Regions from separate parts of the Capsicum annuum genome. Here region 2 is linked to region 1. Evidence: chromatin contacts called from public Hi-C data. All regions are on one chromosome and are shown on one strand. The core of a region is the stretch at or near the end of the contact, and the rest is flanking DNA. Distances in the headings are between cores, read along the strand shown. Region 1 overlaps LOC107840978 (a long non-coding RNA gene). Region 2 overlaps LOC107840966 (BRCT domain-containing protein At4g02110).

Region 1 (2,700 bases), core at 122-2,621:
TTATTCATTCATTTGGGCCTCGAAGTCAAAATTGTATTTAACACAGGTGGAACGAGACTCGAGCTAAGGGTTCGCAAATTAGACTAAGACAGGTTATGGGCCAAGGGCTCAAAATCTAGTTTAGGACAGGTTTTGTTGATTTGGGTCCAATGTTCTAAATCTTTTACTTTCTCCTCCCTTCCCCTTTGTATGTGTTTATTTGCTTATTAGTTTTGTTTAGACTTAGTTAAAATCCCTATTAAGTCGCATAAATCTATTTTATACAAGTCTTTTCTTAAAAATCAATCACTTTTCAACAAAGTAATCTTTTTAGAAGTTAATCAAAATATGTTTTCAAACAGTCTAGATAATCGCAAGTTAGCGGATGTTTTAGGTGCCTAGCACTTTCCTAAAATGTTAATAGGAACTGCTTACTCAGAATCTATAAATTTTAAATGATTTTTCTGTTTTGGATCGTTTAAAATGTTTCTTAATTTCTTTTCAAAATTAAGTGGCGACTCTCTAAATTAGTCAAAATTTTCTGCAAAACAAAGAGGATCACCTTGTTTTAAGCCTCTAGTAGAATGAAAGAAACCATGTCTAGATCCATTAACAATAACGGAATACCAATTATTGGATATAGTTCTCCATATCATATCAATAATACCTTCTCCGAAGCCCATTCTCCTGAGAACCAGACAAGTAAAGGATCAAGAAACTCTGTTGTAAGCCTTAGCCATGTCTAATTTAATCACAACATTCCCACCTTCATTAGGCTTCTTGATACTGTGGATGATCTCTTGAGCAAGGATAATAGTTTTTGAAATGTTTCTGCGCTTCACGAATCCTGATTGGTTGGGAGAAATCAAATTGGGAAGGATTGGTGCTAGTCTGAGAGTAATCATCTTGAAAATAATTTTATTAGTGAAATTACTCAGGCTTATGGGTCTGTATTCTGAAATTTTATTTGGATGATTTACTTTTGGGAGTAAGAACAAACAAGCATGAGAAAAATATTTAGGCATATTGTGACCACAAAAGAAAGCTTGAACCACTTTTAAGAGGTCATGTTTAATAATATGCCAACAGGTTTGAAAGTTTTTTCCATACATATATTTATAAAGGGTTCAACCTAAATAGCTAAAACCAGGGCTAATTTTTAAAGAATCTCCTTGAAAAACATGTTTTTTTAATAATTGCCACGACTCTATCAAAATCTTTACTCTAGGAGAGATGTCAAAATTAGTTTTTAACTTTTAACCTTTTTTTTATGTTGAATCATTATGGCTTCCCCATTATAATCAAGAAAATTTCTTTTACCTTAACCTAACTGATCATTTACTTCCTTAATCACCTGAACGAATTAGAAGAGATTGGTCGTCATAATTGTGTTTTTTTTTTACTAAAAATTGGTTGGGGGGGGGGGGGATTGTTGAATCTTATGCACTTTCGGATTGGGTGACACTCAAAATTTCATTTTCTATTTCAAATCATTATTTTAATGTTCAGACAATATAAAGAATAGAATTTTTATACTATCATGTTACATCAATAGATAACTCTATATATTAAATTTTACGCAATAACGTGTATAAAAACAGTAATAGCATATTATAATTAAATAAAACTATACTAAAAAGCTAAAAATATATCAATCCTTTGAATGAAGGTGTGAACATTTGTTGTGGTCAAAATTATTGAGTCCTCTTAGAAGCAACATGCAGCTTTATGTCTTTGACAAATAATGGTCTCCAAAATTTTAAGTTTTGACTTCACCATTCTATTATACACGTACATCCAAATGTACATGCTATATTGCGCATTCATTTATTTAGCATGCGTAAAACAAGAAAATATTGATAAAGCAATAAGACTCTTTTGACGAGAGATCGTATATATAAGATTTTCCATGTTCTAATGTAACACTCCACATTTTTCGGGGTAGATTTCAAACCGTTGTTTCTACACGTATGAACCCGAACTCAATGATTCCTTGTTAATATGTGTTATGATCAATTCTATAGTGTGGGAATACCTTTGGATATGAATCGAGGTCACAAATATGTCCTAACTCAAAGACGAGTTGAGAACGTTTCTATCAATTAAGTTTTATTGAACGTTTCATCTTGGGTCAATTTTCAACGACCATTAATCCTAGTATATAATGAGTTACATGGCCTACCATATACCAAAAGAAATATCTTTGAGTCCTCTTTCCAAATCAACTAATTTCACCTTAATCCGATATCGGAGTAGAAAGTTATGCTCATTTTACTTCGAAGTATCTGTTTATCAACTAAGTGACAACTACGCTGATAAGCCATCACTTAGGTGACGACTAAGCTGATGAGCCATCAACTAAGTGACGACCCATGAGCTCTAGTTGTCAGTCTAAGACAGTAAGGGGGAAATTCCAGCCTGAAAGTGACGACTTAAGTGACGAGCCATCACCTAACTGACGGGCCGTCAACCTTGGTCGTTAACTGAAGAATTTTTACAATTTTCTTTGGTTTCTTTAGGGGTATTTTGGTATTTTACTCACCTCAAACCCCAACCCCACGACTTAAATCATGCGTTACACCTTATTAACTGACAAAATATCAGTTTCTCATCACTCTTAATCCTTTCCACTCTCAAGAACAAAGAGAAATTAGGGTTTCCTTCAAGGCAAGAATTCAAGCCTTTCAATCCATGATTTCCCAAGAAAAGTGTCAAGATTAG
Region 2 (2,700 bases), core at 140-2,639, 230 kb after region 1:
TTTGTAAATAACTTACCAACATATGTGATGACTTTGTCGAATTTCGGTGCATGTTTCAAAATATCAAAAAAAAAAAAAACCACAGACATATCATTATGAATCTCCATTACTGATGAGTTTCTTTGAACAACATATTTGGCATGAATTTTTTTTCAGAGATTCATCAATTTTCAATTGAATTGATATATCATCCATTAAATATCAGTACGAAGCATTTTCATGAATCACAATGACGTCAACCCGATAGTTGTTGTACCTAATCTGTGAAACTCAAATACCGGAATGCCGCAACAACACAGATATAATCAGCATTAAAAATAATCAAAAAATTGAAGAAGGAAGAAATTTTTCGATACAATTGAAATCAATACATATGGTTTTCTTGAAATTTGAAAGTTGATCGTGGGTATTGTTGCTTTTGTGTATTTTAGAAATTCAGTAATTGATTGTGCATGATTTACTCCTCAGAATAAATGACAATCTGTTACTTCCTTAATTAAAAAATAATTTATTTTAAATGTATTACAACCTATATGTATCACGATATAATAAATGTATCAAAACTTTAAAATCCAGGATATGATGTAATTAAACAAAATTATGGGATGAAGTGTTAGAACCCATTAAAAAATCCGAAATTTATGTAAGTTACCTGTTTTAAAAGGTCTGCTTAATTTTGAAAGAGTATTCGTTTAGAGTTTCAATATGCTTTTTCTCAAATTTGTCCATTGTTTTCTGTAAGAATGCCAACAGCAATATTGATGATCCAATTTAATATTATCACAAGCGAACAATTTGTTAGTAGGTTATAATACAAATCCATTAATTTAGTTATTTGTACTTATCATTCGTCCCTAATAACTCCGTTTGCAGTATAGGAGTCAAATTGATCTTAACATCCTGGATAATATGTTTGACGATCCAATTAAATATTATCACAAACAAACAATTTGTTAGTAGGTTATAATGCAAATCCATTAATTTAGCTATTTATACTTAAAAGTGTATCATTCATCTCTAATAACTCCGTTTGCAGTAGAAGAGTCAAATTGATCTTAACATCCAGGATAATATGTTTGACTCCTCAAGGGCTCTTGGAAAAAGAGGGAGGTACACTTGGCAAGTGGGCTTGGTTAGCACATGAAACCAATGCTAAGGCACAAGGATAAATTGAATCCAAGAAAGTTTCTTGAAGAAACAAAAAATTGAGATATATTCTAGCCGTGTTGACATAGATGACAAACAACACATTTAATCATTAGATACAATCTTAAGAAAAATAATAATTGTTCGAGATGCGCTTTCAGGCTCAAATCATGATCCGCAGACTCCGGCATAAGAAAATTGGTACCAAGAAATGGCAACAATACACTGCTCTATACAAAATTATACAGTCTCTAACACCTGCATCCGGCACGTAGTTATCTTCATACTATTCTTGCTATAGTCTAGGCAAAACCAGTCTTCCTCAGGTATACATTCACAGCATGGTCACAGAAAAAAACATAAAATATCAATATAAATCCATAGAAGTCATTTCATCAACACTATCAGCATTCCATCTTACTGTTGTCATCTGGTGGCACCATATCCGCAACCAACTCTTCCAAGCAATCTGCCAGTTTTTTCAGTGACCTTTCTACCCAAGTATGAGTATTGTATTGTACATAATTGTCACGGGGATAACCGGGCTTGCACACATAAGCCACCAAGTAATCAGGCAAAATGCAAGGTATTTCACACCTTAGGAATTCTTGAACCCACATATCATAAAGAGGCATGGTCTCATCGACAACAGCAAAATCGACGCCTGAGTTAAGGAAGCGAGTGTATGGAGGTGAAGTTGCTAATATAGTACCATCTCCGGCCTTGACAGCACGCTTCAGTGTATCCTGATTTAACAAAAAGTAGCAATATTGAGATATTAAAGACAAAAAATAGGGCAGCCCGGTGCACTAAAACTCCCGCTATGCCCAGGGTCCGGGGAAGGGCCCCACCACAAGGGTGTATTGTACGCAGCCTTACCTTGCATTTCTACCAGAGGCTTATTTCTGAGGCTTGAACCCGTGACCAATTACAAGGTACTCAGTGACCAAGTGCAAAATAACTCACCAATGGTGGTACAATGCAATCTCCATATATGATTATCTTCATTCCATAAAATGCACCATGTCCAGTTCTCTCCCTCAGGAGCCGCCACTTCCTTGGAGCCTCTAAGTCGGTTGCTAAATCTTCTGTTAAGCCCTTTTTGTACCATTCATATTTTTTTTCATCCAACAATCTTCCAGCTTCATTGCTAGCTGTTAAATAATCGGACTTCAGGATCCACCTGCAAGAATCAATACACCAATCAGTTTACCAGTAAAGTCGGCACTACTGTAAATCATGATTATTGATGCATTACCTTCCAGAGGCGGCAGCAGCAAACAATTTCTCAGTTCTGCGAACTGGATCAGGAACAATGAAATGAGTTGCCTGATATGACCATTGATGAGAATCTCTGCATACATTTCCTTTCAAGCGTTTGATGACCTTCTCAAATTCCTTTCTTTGCAGCCGATGCCCACTAAGGATAAACCATCTCGGCTCAGTTCCTACTTTAGTAACCTGCAATGAGCGAGAATTTGCAACACCAGCCTTTAGAGGTCTTTTGTTATCACATTTCGGAGAACTTCTGCCAGCTCCACGATCATTATGATT

What was found. Hi-C and Micro-C count contacts between places; a contact is called where the count stands out from the background.
Region 2: a Hi-C map of leaf shows a contact between it and region 1, with 2.3 times the contacts expected there. The contact joins two enhancer-like sites. A contact is called at or near these places in 2 of 5 Hi-C or Micro-C datasets (bud and leaf).

What each region holds. Positions count from the first base shown.
Region 1 is chr1:161,193,765-161,196,464 of UCD10Xv1.1, forward strand. It overlaps LOC107840978 (a long non-coding RNA gene), which reads left to right. Exons shown (of 2, transcript XR_001665354.2): 2 at 1-232. Among protein-coding and RNA genes, the nearest start is that of LOC107840978, 4.1 kb to the left of the region's middle. Within about 2 kb of position 1,372, at least 3 of the 5 cell types and tissues checked have an H3K27ac peak or open chromatin away from gene starts, as enhancers often do. A contact at or near this core is called in leaf, where this site is marked.
Region 2 is chr1:161,419,067-161,421,766 of UCD10Xv1.1, forward strand. It overlaps LOC107840966 (BRCT domain-containing protein At4g02110), which reads right to left. Exons shown (of 10, transcript XM_016684933.2): 8 at 2,405-2,700; 9 at 2,113-2,329; 10 at 1,206-1,892. The coding sequence ends at 1,551. Among protein-coding and RNA genes, the nearest start is that of LOC107859281, 17 kb to the left of the region's middle. Within about 2 kb of position 1,390, at least 3 of the 5 cell types and tissues checked have an H3K27ac peak or open chromatin away from gene starts, as enhancers often do. A contact at or near this core is called in leaf, where this site is marked.